Regions from separate parts of the Oryctolagus cuniculus genome. Here region 1 is linked to region 2. A link is a contact called in public Hi-C data. All regions are on one chromosome and are shown on one strand. Each heading gives the region's core, a stretch centred on a gene start, on an enhancer-like site or on the middle of the called end of the contact. The rest is flanking DNA. Distances are from core to core; before and after follow the strand shown.

What was found. A called contact is a pair of places that touch in the nucleus more often than the background predicts.
Region 1: a contact with region 2 is called in a Hi-C map of an unstated tissue, with 1.7 times the contacts expected there. The contact joins the promoter of MTIF2 here to the promoter of CFAP36 in region 2. A contact is called at or near these places in 2 of 6 Hi-C or Micro-C datasets (ear pinna and an unstated tissue).

What each region holds. Positions count from the first base shown.
Region 1 is chr2:147,311,418-147,319,158 of mOryCun1.1, reverse strand. It overlaps MTIF2 (mitochondrial translational initiation factor 2), which reads right to left and starts at 4,235. Exons shown (of 16, transcript XM_070069096.1): 1 at 4,103-4,235. It overlaps LOC100358851 (prolyl-tRNA synthetase associated domain-containing protein 1), which reads left to right and starts at 4,218. Exons shown (of 2, transcript XM_002709705.5): 1 at 4,218-4,363; 2 at 6,049-6,513. The coding sequence starts at 4,280. The coding sequence ends at 6,483.
Region 2 is chr2:147,080,302-147,087,594 of mOryCun1.1, reverse strand. CFAP36 (cilia and flagella associated protein 36) reads left to right here and starts at 5,079. Exons shown (of 10, transcript XM_002709861.4): 1 at 5,079-5,435. The coding sequence starts at 5,321.

The sequences.
Region 1 (7,741 bases), core at 2,986-5,485, 230 kb before region 2:
TACTTGAGAATGTAACATTTGTTCTTGGGATTATTTGATTACTACCTATCCCCTCTGATAGACTGCTCCGTAAGTGCAGGGTCTCTGGTTTTGCTCGCTGTCATACCTTCAGCACTTGGGTGACAGTCATATTTTATTGATGTTAATACGGCCCAAATCCTCACATGCTGGAGCTGGAAGGAAAAGCAACCAAGGCGATTACTGAAATTTCCTCTCTTCCCCAGGGAATTGTGTAGGACTGTGAGACTTAGGAGGAGCCAAGAAACCAGAGTAAAGGCTGGGTTCCAGAGGCCACTGCTGCGCATTTGCTGTCAGTAGAAGGGATTCCTGCCAACAGTAGGTTTACATCCTGCCAGCCACTGGAGTGACAGAGTGCCAACAGGATCCGTTCTCTGCCTCCCACTCCCTCCCTGCTCCTCATCCTCTCTTCTGCCCCTGGAGAAATTCAAATTTCTTTCCAGATCCAGCTGCTTTCCCCTTTCATACTCTAAGAACCAACCTCCATCATCTTCTGTTCTGAGAAGAATCCTCTTCCATGGGTCTTTTTTTTTTTAACTTTTACTTAATAAATATAAATTTCAAAAGTACAACTTTTGGATTAGAGTGTTTTCCCCCCCATAACCACCCTCCCACCCACAAACCATCCCATCTCCTACTCCCTTTCCCATCCCATTCTTCATTAAGATTCATTTTTAATTATCTTTATATACAGATCAACTTAGTATATACTAAGTAAAGATTTCAACAGTTTGCATCCACACAGACACACAAAGTATGAAGTACTATTTGAATACTAGTTTTACCATTAATTCACATAGCACAACACATTAAGGACAGAGATTTTACATGGGGAGTAAGTGCACAGTGACTCCCGTTGTTGATTTAACAATTGACACTCTTATTTATGACCGAGGCTCTTGTCGTGAGCTGCCAAGGATATGGAAGCCTCTTGAGTTCACAAACTCCGACCTTATCTAGACAAGGCCATAATCAAATTGTAAGTTCTCTCCTCCCTTCAGAGAAAGGTACCTCCTTCTTTGATGGTCTATGGGTCTTTAGAAGCCAGTTTCCCTGGAGTGGAGCTAGGGAAAGAAGATGCTAACACTAATTAGGGGGTTGGGGTTTTTGTAGTTGTTGTTGTTTAGATTTATTTTTATTTATTTGAAAGTTATGGGGGTGGGGAGAGAGAGAGAGGGAAGGATGAGAAATAGAGAGAGAGGAGAGAGAGATATCTTCCATCCTCTGGTTCACTCCCCAGGTCTGGGCTAGGCCAAAGCCAGGAGCCAGGAGCTTCCTCTGGGTCTCCCACATGGGTACAGAGGCCCAGCACTTCGGCCATCCTCCGGTGTTTTCCCAGGTGCATTGGCAGGGAGCTGGATGGGAAGTGGAGCAGCCAAGACTCAAACCAGCAAACACATGGGATACAAGTGTTGTAGGCGATGGTTTAACCCACTGTGCCACGTGCCAGCCCTGATGCAAAATTGGAGACGTATTATCTTTACTAATGTAAAAATTTTCCCATTTACTAATTTGTGAGTATGTCTTCATGTCCTTAAGTACTGAGAACATATAATTCCTTAAGATTATTTCACTTAATTTATTTAACGTGTCCTTTTATGGTTGAGCATTCCTGGATTCTTAGCATAGCATATCAGATCCTTTGTATCCAGCCCTAGTTTTATCTCCTGCAGTCTGGCCTCTTACCCTGCTCCACTTTGGCATCACATCACAATGCTTTCTCTCCTCCATCCTGCAATTCCTGAAGTTTCCTAAGATGGATACTGTTTTTTCTGTTTTTTGTTGTTTTTAGCAAGCTCCTATCCTTCAAACTGCATTTGTTGATACCTTTCCTGATGCAACTCCCTTGAAGTGGCCCTCCTCTAGCCAGCATTGCACTGGGCACATTTCTTGTGTGAATACTTCACTCTTGTTTGCTAGCATTTAAGGTCTTTAAGGGCAGATGCCATAGGCAGGCACTTCAAGAACTTATAAAAAATAAAAGATATGTTTATTTTGCTTCAGAAATTTTGAAATCCACATATATAGTCTTCTCATAATACACATTTTTCATGAAGTTTTTTGAAGACATTTCACATTTTTGACACCAAAAAAATTTGAATTCCATTTTCACAAACATTTTGAAGTACCTTTGTATTTTGAAAGCATGGCACATGTAGATGATCCACACAGCATACCTGGTAAATAGAGATGGTTCAAATTATTTGTTGAGGGCCTGCATTTTGGCCCAATGGGTTAAACTGTCACCTGCAAAGTTGGCATCCCATATGAACAAGCACCGGTTCCAGTCCCAGCTGCTCCACTTCTGATCCAACTCCCTGTTAATGCACCTGGGAAGGCAGAAGACAGCTCAAGTACTTGGGTCCCTGCACCCATGTGGGAGGCCAGGATGGAGTTCCTGGATTCTGGCTTCAGCCTGGCCCAGCCCTGGCTGTTGTGGCTAATGCACCTAGGAAAGCAGCAGAAGATGACCAAGTGTTTGATTCCTGCACCCACATGAGAGACTCGGATGAAGCTCCTGGCTCCTGGCTTTGGCCTGGCTCAGCCCTGGTGGTTGCACCACCTGGGAGTGTACCAGTGGATGGAAGATCTCTGTCTCTCCCTCTCTCTCTGTAGTTCTGCCTTTCAAATATATAAATAAATATATTTTTTAAAAAGCCTCTTGGTACAGGATACTTGGTCGTTCAGTCACAAGCAGACTAAAATTAAGATCATTAGCAAAAGTCAGGAGTAAAATGGTAACAGTTTGGGCTGGCGCCATCTAGCTCTCTTCTATGGCCTGGGAAAGCAGTAGAAGACGGCCCAAGCCCTTGGGCCCCTGCACCTGTGTGGGTGATCCGGAAGAAGCTCCTGGCTCCTGGCTTCAGAAGGGCACAGCTCCGGCCGTTGCAGCCAATTGGGGAGTGAACCATCGAATGGAAGACTTCTCTCTCTGCCTCTCCTCTGTGTAACTCTGAGTTTCAAATAAAAACAAATCTTTCCAAAAAAAAAAAAAGCTATTTGGAGGATATATGACAAATAAAAGGGACATGACTTGATATGAACTGCTCATAGCTAGCATTGTGAAAGCCATTAATTTTCAGTGGATAATTGAGCCAAGACATGAACAAAGGTTAAGTCACAAATGAGGAAACAGTAAACATGGAAAAATGTCTAGGCCCCTGATTATCAGACAAATGCATACTAAGCCCATGCCCACATGGGATGCCATTGTCCCAGGAAGTGGCTTAAGCTGCATCACAATGCTGGTCCCTATTTTTATTTTTTAAAGTTTATTTGAAAGGTAGAAATAGACATAGATCTTCCATCTGCTGGTTCATTCCTTGAGTGGCCACAACACCCCCTCCATCACGCCTCCCACATGGTGGCAGAGGCCCCAAGCCCTTTGGGTCATCTGCTGCTGCTTTCCTAGGTGCCTTAGCAGGGAGCTGGATCAGAAGTGGAGTAGCCAGGACTCCTAACTGGTGATTTGTGACGCCTGTGCAGCAGGCGGTGGCTTAATCCGCTGTGCCACAATGCTAGCCCTAAATCCTGCCCTTCAGGGAACAATTCTGGGTGAAACTGTGCAGTCAACTCTGAATTCGTCCTTTCAGCCTTCTCCAAGGTGGCCGGCAGGTCAGGATTCGGATCCTCCGCTGAGTATTGGCTTTCTTCTCCAGGCTTTCAGTTTGCATCCCAGAAATGCATCCCACTCACTCACGCAGTTAGATGTATGTCCTCAGGTTTATCTACGTGTTACCTGGGATTTGAGCCTTCCTGAACTTCTTCAGTGAAACCCTAACGTGGAATTTCCGGTCCCACTCCTATGGTGAGCTAGGGTTTCCCAGAATAGCTGGATACACGCTACCAAGAGGTAGTCATAAAACCCTGGGACAAGGTGAGTCATGGTTGGCACAGCTAATTAACAAAAACAGTCAGAAAAGGTAGAATTATAATTTAGCAGTGACACTTGAAAAGCCTTAGAACGACAGGCATTTTGGCTCCCTCCACGCGTGGCTGTTTTATTTGCTGATCTAGGAAACCTGAGGCGGGGTCAGGGCTGTGAGGAAGCAGGTGCCTCCTTCCAGTAGGAAGCACGGCTTACCTGCTCCCTCGGCGGAAGAGCTTCAGGGACGCGCTGAGCAAAGTGCGGGAGGACGGCGCGGGCGCGGTTTCCGCCGCCGGCCAAGCTCCCGCCAGGCACTTCCGCCTCTGGGCTCCGTCTGCGTGGCCACGGCAGGCCGCGCCCGCTTCCCTCGCTGCGCGCCACGGCGACACGAGTATGGCGGGCACTGACTTGCGGGCGGCTCTTGAGCAGCGACTCCGTGCCCTGGACATCCGCACCGAGATCGTGGAGCACCCCGAGGTGAGGCTCCCGCCTTAGGAGTGTTTGCCGGCGCAGTCCCGGTAGGGCGCGGTGGGCTGCACCACTCGGTGCCTGGGGCGGGGACGCTAAGACCGGGTGTCCGAGAGGCAATTGTATGGTATCTGGCAGAACATTTCCCGGGTTCCAGAGCGCGAAAGGGACCCATAGGAACAGCGGAGGCCTCTCCACTTGGTATTGGGAGATGGTGACTTGTTTTCCTCTTGGAATGATTTGGTCTCGTTCCATATTGAGAGCTAGTGCAGCATTGAGAACGTGTGCAATTGGTGTTGGATGTGACTCTGTACATAAATTAAGTCACCGACCAGTATACTGCCAGTCAGCGGCTACCAACATTCAGGAACAGCGGAGCCCCAAGATGGGGTATTTTGCTGCCTTGGTTAGTTTGATCACAAAGCTTACCCCTACCTTTGCAGCTAGGCAAAAATGACATTACCCCAGTGGTTACAGAAATGTAAACTTTTCATAAAATTTATACATAAATTTTTATGTTTTCACATGGCTTATTGCATTGATGTGAAGACTTGTTTGGAAACATTTAAAACAACCAGTGTTAACTTGAGTGGTGCAAGAAGTTTACTCTAGGCTTGAGTGACAGTTTCAGGAGGCCAACATATGATCCTGAGTAGGTTCATCAGTTACAAAGGACAGCTGCATCCCTTATCTCCATTCCAGCTCCCTAAAGCACGAGCCAGGAGGCGGCAGGCTATGGCTCAACTACCTGGGTCTCTGTCACGTGTAAGACCCGAATAGAGTCCCTGGCTTTTGCCTGGCCCAGCCCCGGCTGTTTGGGTTTTCAGAGAATGAACCAGTGCATGTGAAGAGTTCTCTTTGTCTTTCAAATAGATTAAAAACAAGCAAACAAAACCAAAAAGTAGAGAAGTGCTTTAAAACTTACTATTCCTGGGCTCATATTGTGGTGCGGTGGGCATCCCTTAGGGGCTGCACTTAGTCACAGCTACTCCATTGCAGCTCTCCACTAATGTGCAGGTAAGGCAGTAGATAACTCAAGTTCCTGGGTCCCTGCGGTCCATGTGGAGTCGGGGTTCAAGGCTCCTGACTGGCCTGGTGTAGCCCAGGCCCTTGTGGCTATTTGGGTAACCTGCAGATGGAAGATCTCTTTTCCTAACTCTGCCTTTCAAATAAATATATATTTTTTAAAGTTAGTATTCCTCACCTTTACAGAATGCTGCACATCAAAATGGTTTTCTTTGATCTTCCTCCATCCCACATGGCCACTCACTCTTCCCTCTACCTGTGCATGTTGCCAACTTTTTTGATATTCTGTATCTATCACTGCAGAGTCTTGGTTACATATTTGGAGATGTTGTTACCTAGTCTGGATGTATTGAAATGCTACGGAACAGGAGTGGCGGGCTTCTTATATTTTCATAACTCTAAGTCTAAAGTTAAAAACAAAAAGCTTCTTAGGAATTTAAGGGCATGGCAACAACAGAGTAGAAAATTGGCCTAGGAGAAACTGACTGAGGTTATCCAATGAGTAACTGAAGTAACAAGGGCTTAAAGTTATTTTATAATGGTATAGAAATGGGTTTCTACTGGTGAAATTCAGGGCAATGAATACTGTTTTCACCCAGCAAGAAAAACACTTATGTGTATCATGTTAGTTTATTTTTTTTAACTTTTGCTTATGTGATATTTTATAGGTGTTTACAGTTGAAGAAATGATGCCTCATGTCCAGCATTTGAAAGGAGCACACAGTAAGAACTTATTTCTTAAAGATAAAAAGAAAAAAAACCACTGGCTGGTGACAGTTCTTCATGACAGACAAATTAATTTAAATGATCTTGCTAAGCAGTTGGGTGTTGGAAGTGGAAATCTGCGGTTTGCTGATGAAACAGCGATGCTAGAAAAATTGAAAGTTGGCCAAGGTTGTGCCACACCCTTGGCACTCTTCTGTGATGATGGAGATGTGAAATTTGTTCTGGATTCTGCTTTTCTGGAAGGTGGACATGAAAAAGTCTACTTTCATCCAATGACCAATGCTGCAACCATGGGATTAAGCCCTCAAGACTTTCTCACATTTGTGAAGAATACAGGACATGATCCCATAATACTAAATTTTGATAAAAACAACTAAGCTGACTTTAGAATAAATTGATTTCTGAAAGCTGTTTTTCTTACTTGTGATTTATAAAAAGCATTGAAAGTGATCAAGGAGTCCCCTTGGGGTTTGGTGATGACGACATCATATTAGGAGGTATTCCATCTTGAAAGAGCTCTTTTTAAGAAGTTGCACTGGGGCTGGTGTTGCGGCACAACGTGTTAAACTGCTGATGTGATGCCAGCATCCCATGTTTGAGTCCCGGTTGTTCTGCTGCTGATCCAGCTCTCTGCTAATGTGCCTGGGGAAGCCATGGAAGATGGCCCAAGTACTTGGGCCTCTACCACCTGTGGGAGACAGATGGAGTTTTGGCCTTCTGCCCTTAGCCTGGCCCAGCCTCAACCGTTGGGGCCAACCAGCAGATGGAAGATCTCTGTCTCTCTTTATCTCTGTCACTCTCCCCTTGAAATAAATCCTTTTTTTTTTCTTTTTTTAAAAAAGATATACTGAGGTAGTTATGGTTCGCTCTCTGTTTCTGTTCCCCATCTCCTGTGACAACTACTTGTACAAGAATGCCTTTAACAATTAACTAGCTTAAATATTTAGGATGTTTATTATACTTAAAAAAGTTACAAAACAGTATGTATAAAATTATACATGATAGTGTACATTACACAAGTGAAAAAAAATCAGAAATATATAGCAATATATGCTTATTTTTGGGAAATGAATAAGGAGTAAGAATTCCCCAGCAAGTTAATGCAAACAAACATGGGGCCATAGGGTGAAAACTTTCCATTGCTGGGCATTTGTTATTTAACCATTGTTGGTTTTTGTTTCCAGTGAAAAATAAGTAACTTCCTATGAAAAATATATCTTTACAAAGTTTTAATCTAGAAAAACTAGAGATGAAAAATGTTATGCCACAATCATACCATTAAAATCACATTTTAAAACTCACTATCAGATATACTTTATGCCATTAAAATGAATGTTTAGTCTTTGTTCAGAAGTTAGAAATGTGAACACACTCATGTACAATTTTCTTCTATCTAGGCTATTCTACTATCCTGTTTCTAGAGTAATTGTACTCATACCATTTCAATTATGGCATCTGAAACAGTATTAGGAGAATGTAGAGTCAGCTGCCACACAGAAGAGAGTTTAGAAACTGAAAAAATAAGGCATTTTTTCACCTTATTCAGATTCAAGCAAACTCTTCATTAGTTGGAAGATCTGACAGAGGTTAGACTAAAAATTCTTCTTGTGGTCACAAAAATTGTCATTTTATTTT
Region 2 (7,293 bases), core at 3,830-6,329:
TGGGATGGAGCCAGTAAAGCCACCGCCTTAGATGCCGGCATCCCATATAGGTGCTAGTTCATGTTCCAGCTGCTTCACTTCTGATCCAGCTCCCTGCTAATGGCCTGGGAAAGCAGCGGAGGATGGCTCAAGTTCTTGGGTCCCTGTACCCACATGGGAGACCCGGATGAAGCTCCTGGCTTCTGGCTTCTGCCTGGCCCAGGTCTGGCCATTGTGGCCATCTGGGGAATGAACCAGTGGATGAAAGATCCCTCTCTCTCTCTCTCTCTCTCTGTCCTTCTGTCTCCCCTCTGTCTCTGTAACTCATTCAAATAAATAAATAAATCCTTTAAAAAGAACTTTAAAAGAAAACAAAAGAAGGGAAAGCCTCCAGGGAAATTGAAAAGCTCTGGAAAGACTCTAGTGCCCAGTACTGTGGAATGCAGTTAGATAGTATTTTTACAGCCTCCTCCTTCTGGTCTCTCACTTGGATGTCAGTGGTTAAAATACTTGAAATATCACCTGCTGCTTTCCCAGGTGCATTAGCAGTGAGCTGGATCAGAAGTGGAGTAGCTAGGACTCCAACCAGTGCTTATATGGGATGCTGGCATTGCAGGCAACAGTTTGACCCACTATATCACAATGCCATTACCATAATGTATCATTTTTAACTTAGCAGATGTCCAAGATACTTCCTTTTGCTTTTTTTTAAAGATGTATTTGAAAGTCAGAGTTACACAGAGACACAGACACACACACACACACACACACACAGCTCTTCCATTCGCTGGTTCACTCCCTAAATGGCCACAGTGGCCAGGGTTGGGCCAGGCTGAAGCCAGGAGCCAGGAGCTTCATCTGGGTTTCTGACATGGGTAACAGGGGCCCAAGCACTTGGGCCATCTTCTGCTGCTTTCCCCAGGTCACTAGCAGGGAGTTGGATCAGAAATAGAACAGTCAGCCAACACTGGAGGCAGTGGCTTTACTCACTGTACCACAAATGCCATCCCCTGTCAAAGATATTTTTAAAAATCTGTTCAGTAATTTTCCCATGAAGAATTTATTCAGAGGAAACAATGAGAACGTGTTTCAGGAACATATGTACAAGTGCATTCATTACATAGTTGTCTATGGGCTTAATACAATGAAGTAACGTTATGTCTGGCAAAAAAGGACATGATCAAAGTATGATTGCCATACAATTTCCCTTAGATTCACAGTACTTAAAGAGGGGGTAAGTAATGTGAACAAATTTCACAGAAAACACACTCAACACATGAGGGATATTCACCACATAGTGAGTGAGTTCCAAAATTATTTTTTTAAAGATGTGCTTATTTATTTGGAGGGGAGAGAGAGAGAGAGAGAGAGAGAGAGAGAGAGAGAAACCTTCCAAACTTGGGTTTACTCCCCAAGTGGCCACAACAGCAGGAGCTGGGCCAGGCTGAAGTGAGGAGCCAGGAAATTCATCTGGGTCTCCCAAGTGGGTGCACCTGCCCAAGCACTTGGGCCATCTTCTGCTGCCTTCCCAAAAGCAATAGCAGGGAGTTGGATCAGAAGTAGAACAGCCAGGACTTGAACTGGTATCCACATGGGACACCAGTACCACAGGCAGAGGCTTAACCTGAGGCACAGCGCTGGCACCAAGGTTCAAAATTATTAAAGTCCACTAGCTCAATTAGGGTGGAAGTAGGCCTCTGTAGAAGATAGTCTAATTAAAGTTTCAGCTGTACCTTTGCATCAGTGATTTTTGGTAGAATCTGGCTTGACATCCACAGCAGACACCCAGTGAGCGTTGGTGAACTTCCTCCATGCTAATGAGCGGCACCAGTGTGGAGATGCCAGGCTTGCAAGCTTCCAGGCCTGGCCTCTCTGCAGCCTGGGTACTTAGTGTGTGGAAAAGGAGCTGACAGAATGCAGGGTGTTATAGCATATGTTTGCAGGTGCTTCTTCCCGGTCTTCTGTGGGGGTGCAGGGGCCCAAGCACTTGGGCCATCCTCCACTGCCCTCCCAGGCCACAGCAGAGAGCTGGACTGGAAGACGAGTAACCGGGACTAGAACCGGTGCCCATATGGGATGCCAGCACCGCAGGCAGATGATTAACCAAGTGAGCCACAGCACTGGCCCCGAGTTTACATGTATTTTTAATGAAGGCAAGGAGGCAGCTAGCAAGCAGAGCTGACATCACCAGCCCCTAGCTGCAGTCCAGCTTGTGCTGTAGCCCCACTGGCACCAGCCAACCACTTCCCATTTCTAAGCAGCAGAAAATTGAGGGGTCCTTGAAACTGCTGGTTTGAACCAGCTGCGGCCCAAAATAACCAACATGGTTGCAGCTGGAGACTTCATTCCAGCAACAACCTTTAGCTGCTTGTAATGTCTTTATAATAAAATTACCATGGCTGACACTTCTACTCCTATTATGGACCTGATATCATCACACTTCTGAGCTTTCCAAAAAGAGCAAGTAAATGGGTAAAACCTCAAGGTCTGCCCCCAAATCTGCCCCCTTTAAATATTCAATTTAACCATGCCCCAGACACCACCCTCTATGCCTCCAGATCACTTCCGGGGTGGACCCAAACCTCACTGAGTGCAGCTTATTCCAGTGTGCCCACTCTCCCTCTTGAGTGTGTACCTTTGCTTTGCATGCAAATCATCTTGTTTCTCTTGATCTTTACCTATGTCTTATCCTCAAATTCTTACATTGGACAGAACCTGGACCCAGTTATCTGACAATTTTGCAGTCCAGGAGTTAGGGCAAGTCACACATGGCAGCTACCAATAAAGTTATAACATTTCTGAGTACAGGAGGAATTCACTCCAAGTTCTCATGTATGGGATCAGAGATGATGTGCATTCTTAATTAAAAAGTTAAATCAGAAAAAAGACATAAACTCCAAAACAAAAATATCATGCAGTAAACTGTTTGGAATTGGAAGACAGGGAAAGTTGAACTTTCAAGACGGACCTTAAGTGGGAAATGGGCCTAAAGCTCAAAACAGAGTTCAGCTGCTATTTGCTGGCTTGCCGTTACACATTTACTCTGTTATGCTCTGTGTTTGTGGTCTGTGCCTAGGCACGTTCCTGATTCAACTGCTGAGATGGACAGCCCCCAAAAGTCCCATTTTTGCCATCCAGGCCTGACCATGAACTGAGGTCACTTTTGAGTATGAAGCCATCAGGTTACAGTGCTATCTCTGAAGCTAGCATCCCTCATCTGTATAGTAGGCCTGGATAGGAACCTGAGCAGGAACCTTATATATAACCTTTTGATCATTCTGAGCCTAAAGGCTCCTTCTCTTCCCTTGGTTGCAGACTTTTTTGTAAGTCAGAATTACAGAGAGAGACAAAGGGAGGGAGGGAGGGAGAGAGAGAGAGAGAGTCCATCTGCTGCTTCATTTCCCAAATGGCCACAATGGCTGGGAATGGAAACCAGGAGCCAGAAGCTTCTTCCAGGTCTCCCACATGGGTGCAGGGGCCCAAGGACTTTAGCCATCCTCTGCTGCTTTCCCAAATATATTAGCAGGGGGCTGCATTGGAAGTGGAGCAGCTGGGACTCCAAGTGGCACTTATATGGGATGCTGGCATTTAAGACTTTGGCAGTGCTAGCCCTAGACTGTTTTCTGAAGTCTCTTTATCCTAAATTCTTTTCTAGTGGATTTTGCTGACAGAATCATTTGAAAGCTATGTAGGAATAATCAAATCTAGTAGTTAACGATGGTCAAATAAATCAAGGTATACATTCTTTCATTTAGCAATTGTATTAAAATCTTTCCGGTGGAATAACAAATAAACCCAGCAGTTCGTGGGGCTGGCAATGTGGCTCAGTGGATTAAGACATTTCTTGCAATGCCTTCTTCCCATATGAGCACTGATTAGGGGAGTCCTGGCTGCTCCACTTCCAATCCAGCTCCCTGCTAATGTGCCTGGGAAAGCAGCAGATGACGGTCCAAGTACTTGGGCCCCTGCCTTCAGATGGGAGACCCAGATGGAATTTCAGGCTCCTGACTTCAACTTGGCTCAGCCCCAGCCATTGGAACCATTTGGGGATTAAATCAGTAGATGGAAGATCTCTCTCTCTCTAACTCTGCCTTTCAAAAAAAAAAAAAAAAAAAAATACTTTAAAAAGCCCAGCAGAGAGCTGGACTGGAAGAGGAGCAACCGGGACAGGATCTGGCACCCTGACTGGGACTAGAACACATGCATGTTTATTTCAGCAGTCTGCAGAAGCAAACAATGGTTGAATACTTAATAGCACTCCCAAACCATACAGGCAAAACAAGAAAAAAATTGCACACTAATGATCATATTTATGCATCCAAGTAAGATATATGTGCATACAAACATTTTGAAATAAAAATAGACTAAAGAGTGGTTTATAGAATACTTCGCATCTATAAGGGAAGCACTTTTTCTTATTTGAAAAGATGAAAACATACTAAGTGAAAAAGGTTTCATACTTGTACATAAGCCTATAAGGACTCCATTCACGGAACCATGTTGTATGAAGATATCCCAGGACTCCGAGAACCTTGATGATGACCTTTGAAGACTCATTCCACAATAGATCACAACCTGGAAACTGAGTTGGAATTATTTGATGTAAGATGAATATTAACTTCGATTTTACCCTTGAAAAGCTAATTGTAGTTATGTCCATTTGTGCTTGAACTTTTAAAGACCTGTCTGGAGCTACAGGAAGCAAATTGGCCGCAGAGCCTAACAGCAAGTCTTACAGAGCTTTGGTCAGCTTTGTATTTTCAGACAACCCTTCAATTACAAAGGCTTCTGGGTCAGCGATTCTCAGTGTTTGGGACTGAGGGGCTGGGATACAACGACGAAATGAAGTCTTTGAGGCCTTCTGTCGACTCTGTGGTCCCTCACTCCGCCATTTCTAAGGCTTGGCTCCCAGGGACTTCCCAGGAGGGAACACACAGATTCCTACCAGGGTCTCCAGCCAAAAGCTGCCTATACTTCTACTCTCGGCCTTAGCAACTCCGAACCAATGGGTGGAGAGGTATCTTCTGATACGCTGCTGTTGTTTTCCAACCAATCGGAAACGTTCTTCTAACGCTCTCCCCGCCCCCGTTCCCCCCCCCCCCCCGCCTCCTTTGAGAAGCGCAGACTCCAGGGAAGCCAGCTTCACTTCCGGGCCGCAGCCTGGGGCGGCTACGCACGTTGCCATAGCGACCGTTTTACGTTAACTGGTTTGTAGCTTAGATCCAGGTATCTGGGCGACCGCGGGGCCAGCTCTTCCGCTCCTCGCTGCTCCCTGTAGCCAGGAGGCCCCAGCAGGCTCCAGCGGCCTGGCCTAGGGATCCGCGTCGCCCAGAAGGGCGGTATGTCTGCGGAAAAAGACGACGAGGTGGAATGGGTGGTGGAGAGCATCGCGGGGTTCCTCCGAGGCCCGGACTGGTCCATCCCCATCTTGGACTTCGTGGAGCAGAAATGTGAAGGTAATTACCAGAGCTCGCGCCGACGTCCTTCCTCGCCTCCCTCACACCGGCCCTTGGCCGGGAGGTGGTCTCCACTCCTGTCGGCCGTGTTTAGCGCTGGTTGTGCGGGAGCAGTTGCTTTCACCCCGCCGGTGTTTTCCCTCGCAGACCTGAAAATGCAGTCTGAGATTCCCCTCTCCCTGAGCCCAGGCGCACGCCGAAAAACGTTAAGACTTTAATCCTGTGTTCTGTCTTTCACCCTACCCTGCTCGTCCCTGCCCCGGGCACGTGTACTTTTGGGGTGGGCTTTTTCAACAGCTGTTCTGGTGGCTCGGGAGGGGACGCGTCATTTTACCTCTAGGTTCCTTCATATTGCTAGTTAGCATTTGGTCCGTGTGCAGCCAGCCTAGGAGATGAGAAATGATTCACCCGAGATCGATGAGCAACGGAGAGCATGTGACCATTCAGCAAAACGTCTGTTTCCCTTGTTGAATTCTCCAAATCTCGGTTGTCTCCCAAATGGAGAGGGGTGCGCTTCTGCCCAGTGAGGCTTACAGACGTGGCATAATATTCGCGGTGGTGTGCGGGCTAAGTTTCTAATCAGCTCATGCTTAGAGTTCTATAATCAGTTCTTGGAGACTGGTTGGTGCCCATTCATAGAAAAGGAACCAGAAACCGTGTCTTAGGGGTGAGTACACACACAGCCATTATTGTGGTTGTTCAGCTGCGCAAGACTTTGAGAGCTGTGATATCTGTCAGTCATTTGAACATTTGTATTACGTTAGAGAGATTAGACTTGTTTTGTAAGGTTCGGTGGACTAGAGTTAGAGTCGCCGAGTACAAGACATAGGGGAACCGATTTCTGTGAAGGAAGGTTTGCTTCCTAACAGAATGTATTCTTCTTACTCAGAAGGTAATGGGTTTCTCGGGCACCAGCAGGTTTTGAATGGATCTGACATTGACTTAAGTTGTTAGAGGGGTTGCAACTATCAAATGATTAGTTATCTTGGATGTCCTTTTCAGATTTCTTTCAAACCCAAGATTCTATGAATCTGGTAAAGATGAAATTTTGTTTGGCCACTGATTTTTTAATCACATTCTTATTTGCCATAATAAAAATAAAAATAGCAGTTTTTAAGTGTTGTGTTTTTAAATTTTTATTTATTTGGACCGGCGCAGTGGCTCACTAGGCTAATCCTCTGCCTGCGGCGCTGGCACACCAGATTCTAGTCCCTGTCATGGTGCCGGATCCTGTCCCGGTTGCTCCTCTTCCAGTCCAGCTCTCTGCTGTGGCCCAGACGGCAGTGGAGGATGGCCCAAGTCCTTGGGCCCTGCACACCCACATGGGAGACCAGGAGAAGCACCTGGCTCCTGGCTTCGGATCCAGTGCAGTGCGCTGGCCGAGCGGCCATTGGGGTGTGAACCAACAGAAAAGGAAGACCTTTCTCTCTGTCTCTCTCTTTCACTGTCCACTCTGCCTGTAAAAAAAAAAAAAATTTATTTATTTGAGAACGAGGGAAGGAGAGAGAGAGAGAACATGAGAACCTGCTCCTATCTGCTCCCTAAAGGCCTGCAATGACCAGTACTGGATTGGACCAGGCCTGAGCCAGGAACTGGAGATTCAACCCATGTCTCCCACCTGGGTGGTAGAAACCCAACTTACTGGAGTCATCACTGCTGCTTCCCGTGGTCTACATCAGCAGGAGGCTGCAGTGGAGCATTGAATCCAGGCACTTAGAGGTGGGATGCAGGCATCTTAATTGCTAGGCTGATCACCTGCTCCCTAACTGTTGATTTTCACAGGTAGTTTTAAGAGGTTTTGAAAACAAAATAATTTTATTTGTACTCCTTTTAAAAATTTGAAATTATAAGACACTGA